Regions from separate parts of the Mus musculus genome. Here region 1 is linked to region 2. Evidence: chromatin contacts called from public promoter capture Hi-C data. All regions are on one chromosome and are shown on one strand. The core of a region is the stretch at or near the end of the contact, and the rest is flanking DNA. Distances in the headings are between cores, read along the strand shown.

The links. Promoter capture Hi-C pulls out the DNA fragments that hold promoters and counts their contacts.
Region 1: a promoter capture Hi-C map of liver shows a contact between it and region 2, with 2.8 times the contacts expected there. The contact joins the promoter of 1700034J05Rik here to the promoter of Tm7sf3 in region 2. A contact is called at or near these places in 4 of 39 promoter capture datasets (the C10 cell line, hippocampal neurons and liver), 1 of 115 datasets of contacts at active chromatin or transcription factors (bone marrow-derived macrophages) and 2 of 9 other capture datasets (adipose tissue and liver).

What each region holds. Positions count from the first base shown.
Region 1 is chr6:146,949,760-146,957,281 of GRCm38.p6, forward strand. It overlaps 1700034J05Rik (RIKEN cDNA 1700034J05 gene), which reads right to left and starts at 4,662. Exons shown (of 3, transcript NM_001164236.1): 1 at 4,530-4,662; 2 at 3,127-3,827; 3 at 1,542-2,738. The coding sequence starts at 3,783. The coding sequence ends at 2,493. The region is part of intron 2 of Ppfibp1 (PTPRF interacting protein, binding protein 1 (liprin beta 1)); the gene reads left to right.
Region 2 is chr6:146,630,368-146,637,524 of GRCm38.p6, forward strand. Tm7sf3 (transmembrane 7 superfamily member 3) reads right to left here and starts at 4,225. Exons shown (of 12, transcript NM_026281.2): 1 at 4,019-4,225. The coding sequence starts at 4,094.

The DNA of each region.
Region 1 (7,522 bases), core at 3,412-5,911, 320 kb after region 2:
TAGAATGTTCTGCAATCTAAGATTTATCTGACTACTGCAGTCCTTGTGGTGAGATTCAGGTTGAACATTGCCGGCCAGTCTACGCTGCTTCTCTTGAAGGTGTAGGCTGCTTTCTACCCGTGGAGTGACTGTTGGACTACCTCCAAATACTGTTTCCTGACAGTCCTTTACACAGTGGATTCAGTGTCTATTTCTGGTCCTTATGTGAATGAAATTGCTGTGTTGCAATAATGGTACAAATATTCTGATGCCACTTTACTGATAAACTCTCCTGTTTGGGAAAACGTAAGATCCCAAAGTCAGAGCCCATGGGTGCATCTGACATGCCGCCTGTTCTTTGAGCGTGGGCTTACGAGGGAAGTTTTATAATGGTCAGGGAAGAGGGGGAGTGGCTGCTCTTTGTATTTTAGAGGATTTTTTTTTTAAACTTAAAATAATAGATATTGAGGTAGACAAGGAGTATGCAAGTCAATTACCATTCTTATTCCCTTCTGAACAGATAATGCTGTGGTAATGAGATTAGTGTTCTTTCAAAAGCCACAAACTGGAGAGATGCCCTCCGTGCCTTGGAGGTAGTTTTTTTTTAATCAAGCATACTGTACTGAAATAAAAGGGTATTAAATCCATGAGGTTCGTTTGAAATGTGGGATAAGACGGAAATTGTTTAGCAAGGGAACTTCTTGATCTGGACTAATAATCTTTCAGGGAATTTATCCAAGGGCTTTTGCACCCACTCTGCTGAAGACGGGCTCATTCAGCAGTGTTATCTGATAGGGATTTTGTTTCTTCTGAAAGCTGACCATTGTTCTGTTTGCTGGGGAGTTAGGGGGTAGCAGGAAAAGACTCCTGGCAGGCAGTGCAACATAAACCCCACCTGTCATCCTGAAATTAGACACCATGTGTGCTGTGTAAATTAATTCTTCACTTGCAGTTCACATTTGAAGCAATTGATTATTTCTCCTAACTACATCCTTCTTTAATATTGAATTTAGAGCCTTAGCATTCTCTAGGAATTCATTTAGCATTTACTTCATTTTTATTCTCCTGTCTTATGAGGGAATTTGAAACAGGGTCTCTCTCTGTAACCTTGGCTATTCTGAAGCTTGGTATGTAAACCAGGCTGGTCTCAAACTCACAGAGATCTGATTGCTTCTGTCTCCCAAGTGCTAGAACTAAAAGTGCCTGGAAGATGTTCTTGTGTCTAAATAGACTTGAACTCATATCTGCCTTGAACTATGAATTTGTCTTGTATTCTTAAAGTCTTGGGAAAAAAAGATTTTACCCTTGTTTACTGATATATCACCCCAAACCCCGTAGCAGGGTTCTTTTCATGGTTGGTCTATAATGCATTAGCGTTAGCATTTGCAGAGAGCTGAATAACTTCTAAGTTTGATAAATTATTTTGCTGTATCCTATATTTACAGTATTATGAATTCCAGAATATGATTGTGTAAGTTATACTCACCCAGATAATTCAAGCAACTGAGCCTTCCCTTCAAGGATGAGATACACTTTAAAGAATGGTTTTACATTTTCAGTCATGAGGTTAAATAGATCCCAGAATTTATTGATTAATGAGATTAATATGTGCCTGACAATTATAGTAATTCTACAGGAGACTTAAAGGTTCAGTAAAATTCTTACCCCCAACACCCCAGTGGCCCTCCAGCTCCCACGCATCCCTTTTGGTACTCACTAGCCTCACCCCTTCCCCACATGTGAGGCTTAGAGGACCTGCTTTGGTTGGATAATGCATTGGACACTAGAATGAACGAGCTATGCTTGAATACTTCCTATTGCCGCATTCCAGAGGTTAAAAGGAGTAGGCAGAAACCAGAAATCTTACTAAAGAATTGGGCTTTTTCTTCAGTATAGTCTTGGGGGAGATGGGAACCCCTGCTCAACAATCCCCACGTCTTTTTCCCCAGTAAACACAGATCTCTCTTATGTGTGTCTTCTCCAAGCAAATTACTTTGACTCAGGCTGAAAATATGCTTGTTGAATTCAGAAGGCTGAATTAACTCTTGGTAAACTTAGGTAGTATGCTGCTTCCTAAAAGAATAGCATCCCCTCTCCCTCCTTCTTTTTGCCTCCATTTTGTTTATGTGTGTTTTACTCTTTCATTATGCAAACCCTCATTTCCAGAAGGCAGTATATATCCCACCAGCCTCCCGCCATGGTGGGGTGGCTTAGGTTGTGCTTCCAGTGGGCACTGAGACTGTTTGGAGCCACTCCTTAGTCGAGGGTCCAACATCAAGACAGCAGTTCTGGTGGTCCAGGATACCAGACTACTTCAGGTACACTTGTTCCCTGGTTGTAATAAGTGGCTTGTTCAGAAGGAATGTGAAGATTGGAAACTCCCACTGTGTACTCCAGGTATTGATTTCCTCAGCTGTGAGGTGGAAGAGAGGACACATACCTCTTAGGAATTTTTGAACAAGAGGCTTCAAAGGTTTAAAACTCTGGGGCTGTCAGGTGAACTCATTCCTGTGTCATTCTTGGGGTTGGATTCTGTTGCTTCTGAGAGAATGTATATTTCTCACTGCTTTCTGGTGCCAGGTGTTGGTAGCCTGGCTAGGGCGCTGTCTCCTCCATCGGGAGAAGATTTGTGTCCGCAGCCATTGGAAGACCCACCGAAAGTTCATACAGAATATGTTGTGTGAGCGGGAAGCACCCTCTGGCTGAGGGGATGACACGGAGGAGGTTTCCAAGGAGCTCTCAGATGCCTGTCTTATCTCCTGCTGAGAAAACAGGATGAGTTAGATGCATGTAGTGTCAAAATCAGTGGGCCTGCTGTCTACTCCTTTATAGAACCCAAGCCCATTTGCCCAAATAGCCCAAATATAGCAAAGTTTCGAGACAAACTGACTAGAACACACACTTCCATTTTTATGTGGTTGTGGTTGAGGGTTGCTGTGCCTACCCCTCTTCCCTCCCTCTGTGCTCTGTAGTATCTTTCCTACAGTGCCCCATCTCCTCTCCTTACTGTTATCTTCCCCCCTGTCCTAGTCTCCTGGGGCCCACCTTGCCTCACAGCAGGTAGTGAGAGTGAGGCTCCACTGTCCAACCTTGTCTTCCCCAGTCCTGCCCCTTGCTCTCCTGGGAGGCATGCATCTCTGTGCTCACCACAACTTCGTCTTTCAGTAACCTTGGAGGATCCTCTAGCACCTGACAGATATCTTCATTTTCCAGGGATCTTTGCTTGGACAAGTCTTGACAAACATCACGTTCTTTAGGACTGACCTGAGCAGTATGTGGAGGGGTAGTGCTGTTGAGGTGGACATCTTCCTTCTGAGTAGATTCAGGGAGCACACAGCCGTCATGCTGGCCACCTTTTTCTTTTCCTAGAAATGTCTCAAGTTTCTGTACTAGGTTATACAGTTTGCAGGGAGTCAGTTTTGTCTTGTCTTCTGGCCACTTATCCATCCACTGGCTATGGGCATTTAGATCCAGATTAGCAAGAGAGTCTGCATGGTTAGAGTCCACATCGATATCCCAGGCCAGTGTGATGCTTAGCTTGCTGAACTGCTCTGGGTCATGCTCCACCTGATCTCGTTTCCTGAAGAGTCTCCTTAAACTCTCTGTCCTCCAGGTGCTTTGGACAGGAGGGAGGAAATGGACCAAAGAATCCACAGAGGCTGTCTCCTCACGGGAGACCAGGTCCTCATAGGAAAAGGTGTTCTCAGAGGGGTAGTAGCCCACCGAGGCGCTCTGGTTGGACTTGCATTCATAAATAGAATCCTCTGTGCTACTGTAGTCACTGCTGGAGGGTGAGGTTGTCATGGTGCTGAGAGTGTCCAATCTCAAGTTTTCCTTGATTCTGGAAACTTCAGAAGAAAAAAATTAGTAAATGATATTATGGGGGGAAGTTATATGACCCATTCCTTTTTCTTATTGAAACTATTCCTTCCACTCTGTATAGTCCACCCTTTTGTACTTTCTGCCTCTGTAAAGACAAAAACACTCTGGCATCTCTTCTTTGTGCCTCTTATTTGTTTGACAGTAGCTGAGAGAGCTTATAAACAAAAAGGAGAATTTGAAAATGACAGGGAAGTGTGACTAGAGTCAAGTATGTTTTCAGTCCACTCTTCTGAGGTCAAGGTAACTAATTTCTTAGTATATATGTATATCTGTGCGCATATGTACATATACACACATATCCAAATACATGTGGTTCTCACATCAATAGAAACTTATTATCAAGTTTATAATAACCTATGGCTATTCTAATATTCTTAACTACTTTCTTATTAAATAGCCTTAGGTGTCACCTACTGATACTCAATAACTTGGCTGATTAATGATCACTAGGTTACTTAAGACCATACCATGATCCATGGAGTTAGTGGACCAAAGATCATAAATATATAGACATAATAATTGATACCAGAATGCTTTCCAGAAAGGTGACTGTCATTTGAGCACCCATCTTCCCACCATCTGATGGCATGTTTATTCTGCATTTTCCATAATCTCCCTGTAAGCAAACCTGGAAGACCACACACTCACACTCACACACATGCTCATGCCTTTGTCATGCCCTGATCTGAGGGCTGCCCAGATGAGACAGGCGCTTCCAGCAGTGGAGACAAAGTGATGGAGTCAGAAACCCTTCAGAGCCCATGTCTCAGTGATGTAAAGCCCAACTGCTTCTGAGAAGTTTGTGTTCCAAGACTGTTGGTTACCATGGCAACAAAGGAACCAAGTTATGGTCAGAATTATGTAAAGGGACAGGATCTGTCCCTTCAGTTTCAGAGTATTCTGAGCACATACAATAGTAGGCTGCACTCTCTTCATTAGAATCAGTCAGTTCCATGAGATCTTTCTCACATTTTCCCTCATTTCCATCCCCCAAGATTTCCATCCCCCAAGATTGCACATTAGTCTGCTACATGTCATACTTAGGTTTCCACTGCCATGCTAGGTCTGTAGATTACAGGGGGCAGATCTTGGAACTTCTCAGCAATTCTTTGTAACTAGTCTCTTTTTATACATTAAAATTTCCTGTTGTTTCTGTGTCTCTAGAGAATGCAGGCTACCTACTTATTTTGCTGCTTTTGAAATTAATGAATGATGACCATATAGTATATATCTGTAATCTAGCTCTTGGGAGACCAAAGCAAGAAGATTGAATGTAGCTCAGGCTGGTATCCTCTTGTCTTAGTTTATATCAGAAATACCTCATACACACACACACACACACACACACACCGGACAGTTGAGTGCCTAACAAGTTTCAGACCCTATGTTCTGCCACTTGTAGCAGGAATTAATTAACTAACTAATTAATGATTTCATGTATGTGTGTCTGTGTATGTACACCACATAGATGCCAGAGCCTTGGGTCCTCTGTAACTAGAGTTACAGATGGTTGTGAGTCTCCTGATGTGGATGCTGGGAACCTAACCTGACTATGGGGGTCATAGTAAAGGAACCCAGTCTAGCAAGGGAGCCATGGTAGAAACCATCCCCCCTGAGTACATTCAAAAGACCCAGTGGGAATCCTTTGGCTAGGAGGGTGAGGTGAGTGCCACTTGCTGTGTTTAGAAACTGTGGACACTGTTGATGGCCAACAGTTCTCCCTTTGGCTACATTATAATTTGGGTGCAATGGTTTTACCAAAAGACAAAAAAAAAAAGTTTGAAGGGATGATAGGATGTAGGCTTCCCAAGAAACAAGCTGAGGTCTTCTTAGGAGACTAATAGCAAAATGCTTAAAATTCAGACATTCAGATGATTCTTGTTCTTCTAGTCCTCAGGGCACTGTGAAGGAAAAGGTGGAGATGGGTGAGAAGAGAGGGGAGGGCAGACATGCTCAAAGTTGACTGCTGAGAAGGAACCTAACCTAGAGGCAGAGCCAAGTTAACCTAATAGAAAGTGGGGCTCGGGGCTGTGGGTGTGGCTCAGTGGTAGAGCTCTTGACTAGCCTATGGGAGACTCTCTGCAGTCTCCTGTACCATAGAAATACAGTGGCAGAAAGTCTACCTAGAGTGTTTATTGTGTTTTGGAAAATCAGACAGATGGTAAAAAGAATCTAGAGTAAGTGAAGATGACTATGAATAGCAGCAGGCAGAATGAATGCCTGTTATAAATAATAATTCTTTTCAGATTAGTTGGAAGGGGCCTGGAAGAAAGCAGACAGGGAGCAGACGGGGCTGGGATGAGTCGGACAGGATGCAGTTGACTGGCTCTGCCTGTCTCTGGCTGTTATCATCGGGCATCACAGAGTCCTCCCTCACAGGCCGGCTAGCGGGCCAGAACACCCTTCTCCTGCTCTCCTCCCACATCGGCTGGCTCAGTGCTGTGCGTGTCTACTCAGCCTGTGAGCACAGATAAAGCTTTCTCTCCACTTCCTGAGGCTAAGTTAAGCTCTCGGAGGTTCCCCACCTCTGGCTCAGATCTACCGCAGCATGTGTGAATAGATGCTGTTGTGTGTGTGCACAATGGCCTCCATTCATTTGAGGACCACTGTGCACGTCCCTCGGAAGACAACTTATTGCCCCAAGTGCATTCGAGGCCAGTTAATGAAAATGATATTGATTAACAAATACTATTATAGATGAGTCTTTTCAAACTCTTGTGAAGTTAAAAACGAATGTTAAAAATTATTTTTAAAACCTCTACAAAATGTTTAAGAAAAATTACAAGGTTCAGGGTAGATATTTTAATGGAAGTATTTTAAAACCTCTTAGAATCAAATGTTTCAGGTATACAAGGTAATTGGTAGTTGCCTGGAACTGGGAATAGGATGTGGTATTCCCTGCAAATTGCCAAGTCAAAACCATCTGCAAGTAAAAGGCAATTTGAGGCACAAGTGAGATCATTAACTTTTAATTTTCTAGTAGTTCCAAAAAAGAGGAAAGACTCAGGTAAAATTATTTTTGTTGTACTTCAGGTAATTCATATAAAATATTGTAATTTCACATAAAATAAATGTAAAAGATTTAGTTCTTTGCGTTTTCTCAGCCAAATTTTTGATGAGACCATACATGGTTTGGGGCCTGTGCAGTTCTAAGCCCCATGCTAGTAACCATTCATAGTGCCTCTGTTGAGCAACAGGGCTCAACAGCCTTAATCATGGTTACATGGCTGCATGCATTGTCAGAGTTTATTGGACTGTACACCTAAAAAGGACAACGTTTGCTGCATATAGATTGTATTTTAATTAAAAATATTCTTGCAAACCTGCACAAACAAATGTATGTTCCTTCTGTGAACATTTATTTAAGCTATTTTCTTAAATTAGTCCTGGAAATGGGGTTTTGCAAGTCAGTTGTCAAATTCAGAGAAGGATAAGTTAGCACAAGCTAGTGATTTTCATAAACCTCAGGAATATGTGTGGGTGAGTGAAAGTGAGTACACACTTCCTCATCTGTCTCTTTCATCCATAGTTTTTGTGCATCTTAATTTAGAAAGGACTAGAGGAAATTTAACTAAACAGCACAGTTCGTAGGAAAAGGATTGGCATATGTTTGGCAAGATGAAGACAGGCATGGGTTGCTTCAAGAAAACTCAGTGATATT
Region 2 (7,157 bases), core at 2,975-5,474:
ACGCCCTTATCATAAGGAAACTACAATATTCCCTGGTTCTTTGTGGAGGTGATCTCTTGCCACGAATCACCCATACCACTCAGATGAAAATGCCTAGCAGTAGCTGCAGACCAGAATTTGAAAACAAACATTCATTCAAACATCATGAGGAAGGGCTGGGACTGTGGCTCAGTTGGGAGGTCTGACCAGCTCAACCAACATGCTCAGAGCCCTGGGTTTGAACACCAACCATGTATAAGCAAGTGATGGGTGCTGTAATCCAACACTGGGGAGAGGGATGGAGACAGGAGGGTCAAGTGTTTAAGTTATCCTCAGTTATGTATAGTTCAAGTATAGCCCAGCCTCAGAAAACAAAGCAGAAAGTTCTCCACGTACCTGAGAACTGCTAACATCAAGTTTGGTGAATAAGAGACTCTCACGTCTCCATTCTTTTTCTGTTGTTGTTGTTGTTTGTTTTTTTGTTGTTTTTGTTTTTCGAGACAGGGTTTCTCTGTGCAGTCCTGGCTTTCCTGGAACTCACTCTGTAGACCAGAATGGCCTTAAACTCAGAAATCCACCTGCCTCTGCCTCCCAAGTGCTGAGATTAAAGGCGTGCGCCACCACTGCCTGGCTCACGTCTCCATTCTTAACCGAGCTGCTTTGTGCAAGGCAATGATTTGCTGGACCAGAACCATTGCACAATTTGTACAGAAGGCTGCATTTTAACCCCAGTGCCTGTGGTTTCCCTCCTGGCTATGAAGGTCTCTGTCATATCTGATGATCCAGTGTCTGGCACTGTATCAGTGGCCTGGCAGTGAAAGCCGGTTCAACACTGACTGAACTCTGTGACTTAAGGCAAGGTATTTATTTCCTCTGGGCCTTTGTTCTCTTGCAGTTAAAGGGAAGCAGCTATGCTACAGAAACCACCCAACAAATGGGAGGATGGTTTTATAACCTAGAGGAGCTGCCTAGCAGGGACCATGAACTTCTGAAGCCTGCCAGTGCTTTGGAGACGCAAAAATGTTCAGGCATCCTCAGGTTGGCCCCACAAAGACACTAGTGAGGAGAGGATTAATTTGTCCTCACAGAGATGCCCTGCCTATCATAAGCTGCATTGAGGGGACTTCCACAGAGATACTTACTCAAGGTGGGGCCTGGGGTATAGCTTATGGTAGATGTTTGAACAGAGCTCTGAGTTCAATTCCCAGTACCACCAAAAATAACCCAGAAATGAGAGAGAAGAACAGGGGTGTGGAATAACACACTCTCTCTCTCTCTTTCTCCCTGTCTCTTTCTCTGTCTCTCTAAGACTAAACTGCTTTTGCCACATACATGATAGAAATTTAATTTAATTTCCTTTTGTTTGCTTTTATTATTATTTAGTTGTTTTCTAGTACTGGAGATTGAACCTAGGGCCTCTCAAGCTCCGAGCAGGCCATCCAGCACTAAACCACACCCTAGCTCTTTAACATTTGCATTTCAAGACAGAGTCTAAGGTGCCCGAACTGCCTTGGACCTTACTCTATTGTGATCCTTCTGCCTCAACTTCCCAAACAGCTAGCTGGGTTATGACAAGCTTGAGACAGCCAACCTGGCTGGAAACGGCATTTAATTCCTATTCACAAGAGACTTGGCAATAGAAGACATACCCAAAATACATCCTGCAGAAGTTAATAGGACCCTACCCTGGCCTCCAAGCCGTCAGGAGAAGGAGTCACCAGAAACATTTGACTGGCGTAATTAGATCTTATGACTGGGGTGTGGGAAGCAGACAGCACATCAAAGGTTGTTACAGAGCAGGCGGCCCAGTCAAGATGGCGTGGTTACTCGAACGGAACTTGGGAGAGTGATGGCTCTGCTTTATCTGACATTTCAAAAGCAACCCAAACTGCCATCAGCATGGGAGGGTCAGGTTTTCTATTTTCATACGTACTTTCCATCTTTAACCAGCCAGAGTCTCTTTTTCCTTCCACTAACTCCATTCTAGAAGACCTTCCACTCCTCATCTTCTCCTCTTTCCCAATCAGATCCGTATCTTAAAACCACCCAACTAACTCCCTCGTCGACTGCGTTACTAAAAGGCACCTTAGACTTCCCTCCATTGTCTGACACAGCAGCCAACTTTAGGAGCAGCGACAAAGTGCATCCCTCCTAAGTGGACTAATTCTCAGTCCAAACACTCAGGGCAAGAGGTACAGCTGCTGTCACCTGTACCATAACCCCAGCTCCGCCATCCACGGGAGGCTCACCCTTCGACTGTCTGTAATGTCCATGCTGCCTTTCACCAGCCAGATGGGGAATATCAGCTTTTAATCACACAGCTGTTGAGTGTCTCAGTTCTATCCCTCTCCTGCACACAATAATACTAACTTAAAACAGAAAGAACAGCACACAGGAAGGCAGCAGTGCCGTGCCGTAATCAGAGGTGAGACAAGGTAAGGAAAACCCCAATCCTCAACTAAGTGCTTCTCTTTCTGTGAAAAGTTTCCGGATATTAAGTACTGAAACTCCAAACTGGAAATAAAAGCTCTGGCTCCCAGGCCTCCAGACACAGGAGCTTTCCAAATCAACCCCAAGCTCAACCCTTCCTCTCTCCCACCTTCAGAAGGATGTTCCGAAGATACGCACTCGCAGATTAAATATAACACAGCATTATGCTGTGAAAGGTTTGGGGGTTTTTTGTTTGTTTGATTTTTGTTTTTGTTTTTTTGGTTTTTTTTTGAGATAGGGTCTCACGTAGTCCAGGCTGGCCTCCGAATCCTTATATAGTTGAATCTGATTCTGCACTCTGGATTCTCCACGTTCTAAATGCTGGGGTCTAGGCCTGTACCACCACACCCAGTCCATGCCATGCTCAGGAAGGGCACCAGGCCTGCTTAAATGCTAGGCGAACACTCTACCAACTCAGCTACATCCCCAGCCCGGGGGCAAGATATTCCTCTCAGAAAGTGGCTTTGCTGAAGTGCAGGGGTCATGCAACTTGCAGGGCAACACACCAGGTGTTGCTACGTTTGTAGCAAACGAGCATTTGGAGCCTCCAGAGGGTTGGATTGATTGCTAGCTCCTGGGGCGTTGAGGATTAGAGTACTCAGGCTGTGAAACGGACCTAGCATTCAGCCAGGGCCAGAGGCCAATGCTTCCTCTCTGCTGTAAGCCAGAGTTTTCTTCAAGAAAATAGGTGTGTGTGTGTGTGTGTGTGTGTGTGTGTGTGTGTGTGTGTGTGTGTGTGTGTATACACTTAACACACAAATATTTGTACTTTTCAGTACTGGCCTTAGTTGTACTCGAAGATCCTAAAGTGCGGTACTATCCCTGGCTTTTCACAGATAAACATTAGGAGAAATGATCCCATCACTCAGAAGACTATTGTATTTGCTACTTGTCTAGAGCTCAAAACAAGGAATGTACTTAACGCAGCCAGAAACAACACGTGACCACCAGCGTGGCACAATTAGTGCTTTTCATGCTTCCCATTAACGCCCCCGCTCCTGCCCAACAGTCGCTAAACCCCTCTCTCTCAGCACAAGACCTAGGATTTCACGTCCCATCACTGGCTCATTTTTCCTCTCAAACTGCAAATCGTCACCCAGTTAAAAAAGCAACTAGATTTCGGAGTATCAAAGTCAGCTACTGCGTGGAACGCCTTAGTTCCTCGATGGACTTTGCTACCGGTAGCCGACGGGTTCGGTTTGGTTTTAGTTTGGGCCTGACGCTCACTCTCCGGGCGGTCTCGAACACATAATCCTCCTGTCGCAGCCTCAGGGGTGCTGCGCTTACAGGCGTCCTCCCCGAAATTCAGTTTAAAAGGCCGTTTCAATGCGTCCAATTAAAACCACAAACATGGCTGCTCCCTGCCGGGAAGAATGCCTCAAAGGGGGCTACTTATCTCTTCCCGGTTCCCAGCCCAAACCAGGCGCTGGCAGGATGGACACGGTCCCGAACCCGCGGCCTGACGCGCATCTGCAACCGGGGAGGGCTGCACAGAGCCGGGCAGCCTGCGGCCCTGCTGCAGGAGCGGAGGCAAGTTCGGGAAGCTCACCGTCGCTGGAGTTCGCCTGGGCCTCGGCGCTGCCCGCCGCCAGCACCGCTAGGACCAGCAGGCGCAGCCGCCACATCGCTGCGGGCCGGGGCGCGCGGGCCAGGGGCGCGCAGGCCAGGTCGCTTGCTACCCCGGAGCGCCCGCGCGCATCGCTTTAGCGCGCCGGCCCCGCGCGTGCACCTGCCGCCCCAGCCCCGCCGGGCGCGCGCTTCCGGCACGACAGCCGCGCGCGTCCCCGGCCGGCCCTTGCGGGCGCGCGCCTCCTGCCGGGGCTTCTGGGCTCCCCGGGCTCACGGGGCAAGCCGGGACGAGTTCTTGCTTTTGTGTCTTTCCTTTCTCTCTTCTTCTTTCCTTCCTTCCTTCCTTCCTTCCTTCCTTCCTTCCTTCCTTCCTTCCTTCCTTCCTTCCTTCCTTCCTTCCTTTTTTCTTCTTTCTCTTTTCTTCTTCCTCTTTCTGTCTTTCTTTTTTCTTTTCCTTTTATTCCTTGTTTTTTTTCAAGATAGGGTTTTTCTGTGTAGCCCCAGCTGTTCTGGAATTCACTCTGTAGACTAGGCTGCCCTTGAACTCAGAAATCGCCTGCCTCTGCTGGTACTAAAGGCATGCACCACCACCACCCAGCTACTTTTTGTCATTCTAATTGTGCAAAATAACTCTCTCTCTCTCTCTCTCTCTCTCTCTCTCTCTCTCTCTCTCTCTCTCTCTCTCTCTCTCTCTCTCTCTCTCTCTCTCTCTCTCTCTCTCTCTCTCTCTCTCTGTCTCTCTCTCTCTCTCTCTCTCCCTCCTAAGACTAGGTCTCTCACAATCCAGAGTGACCTCCAGCTGCTATGCAGTAGAGATGACCTTGAACTTCTGACCTCTCGCTACTTCCTCCCAAGGGCTGGGAAGATAAACTTGTGCCACCACTAATGAATTTCATATTTTATTGAGATATTGAGGCACAGTGAGGTGCCCCAAGCCACAAATAGGATTCTTAGTATCTTAAAAGGCACTTATGAAAAGGGGACTGGGGAAAACTTAAAAAAAAAAAAAAAAACAAGCATAACACAAACTTGAGTTAATAATATAACCTGTCGCACTCTTTTCACTGAGATATGTCTCAATGTAGGATACCAATGACAGCCATGATAGAAACGGATGTAAAATGTATGAGAAATTTTGCAATTTTTCCTGTAACCTAAACCTATTTTAAAATAAATTGATAACATTTTAAATGGAAAAGGCAGGATGTCTGGTGCTTGTTTTTCCAGCACTTCGGAGGCTGAGGTAGGAAGCTTGCCAAGAACAGGAGAACACAGACTCCATACATAGTGAGACTGTTGAAAAATAGTAATGATAAAATCAGTAAACAAATTAACATAATGGACAGTGCTGGAGTCATTCCTATGCAACACCACTTACAGCAGTGGTTCTCAACCTTCCTAATACTGCAGCCCTTTAATACAGCTCGTGTTATGGTGACCCCAAACCAAAAAATTATTTTTGTTGCTACTTTATAACTATAATTTTGTTATTGCTATGTCATAAATGTCTGTGTTTTCCATGGACTTAGGTGACCCCTGTGAAATGATCCCCCCCCCCAGGGTTTTGAGACCCACAGGTTGAGAACAGCTGACTTAAAGTATCCTTGTGTCTGCAGCATGGGTGTGCTCTGAAAGTCAGCATGAAGGTATCCATGATTTCCAGGTAAGGGTAACAGAGGAATACAAACATCCCACGTCGTCATATCACACACATTAAACCAAACATCCCAAGTCGTCATATCACACACATTAAACACATGCCTGCTTCTCTCAAGTATCAGCTACATTCCTTGTGCTTCTTTATTGTTTTAATTATTATTACTTATTTTGGTTTTGTGAGACACGGTCTTGGGCCTTTCATTGGTAGCCTAGGATAGCCTAGAATTCACTATGTAGCCCAGGCTGGCCTCAACCTCCTGCTGCAAAGAACCCCTGTTTGTGCTTAAGAGCCCTTTGCAAATAAAATAAGATAAAATAAAATAAAATAAAATAAAATAATAAATAAAGGAATTCAGTGCTTGGGTTTTGTTTGTTTGTTTGTTTAGAACAACATTGGAAGATTGTTGCCTCCTGCCGCAACTGTCTAAGCTACTACAGCTGACCTTAGGTCTGCTTTTGAAGTGTTTGCTGAGACCCATGGGGAAAAATTTTTTTCTCTCTTCTAAGCAAAAATATCCTTGAAAACTCACAGCCTCAGTCTACTTCTCAAATCTCCTATCTGTGTGCTGTTGAAGAGCCGCCAGCCCACGCAACAGAAGAGCACTCCAGGATCACGGGGCCCATTATGGACTTGTCTGGGACGGCTGCCTTGCTTTTTTTTTTTTTTTTTCTGTGTTTGATTTTTAGGTTCATGTATGAAGGTGTTTTTCTGAATAAGTATTAGTGCACCAGGTGCATACAATGCCCGAGGAGGCCAGAAAGGGAGCTTTGAATCCCTTGGAATTGGAGTTACAGATGGTGGTGAGCTGTGAGTGCTGGGAATTGAACCCAGGTCCTCTGCAAGAGCTACCAGTACTCTCTTTTTTTTTTTTTAAAGATTTATTTATTTATTATATGGAAGTACATTGTAGCTGTCTTCAGACACTCCAGAAGAGGGAGTCAGATCTCGTTACGGATGGTTGTGAGCCACCATGTGGTTGCTGGGATTTGAACTCTGGAAGAGCAGTCGGGTGCTCTTACCCACTGAGCCATCTCACCAGCCCGCTACCAGTACTCTTAATAGCTGAGCCACTCATGTGTGCGTGCCCCTCCCACTATATAATTAAAATAACAAAAACGAGTTTTTTTATAAAAGAAATTCAGGAAGAAATTGCTAAGCAAAAAGGAAAGGAAGAGCCCATAGAGAAAAGGATAGGCAGAACTGGCTGCATAGACAATTCTGTCAACATTAGAAAGCAAACAACCCACAGCTGACAATCAGAAAAAGTGAATCCAAAGGCAGACATCCACAAAGCACAGTAGGGGGCTCACCACAAGTGAGAAAAATCTTATTAATAAACAAACAAAAAAAAACCAAATACACACATCAGGCTTGGGGGCTCATGCCTCTAATTCTAGCAATGAGAAGGTAGATACAGGAGGATTGCCATGAGGTCAAAGCCAGTCTGGGTTAAATAGTC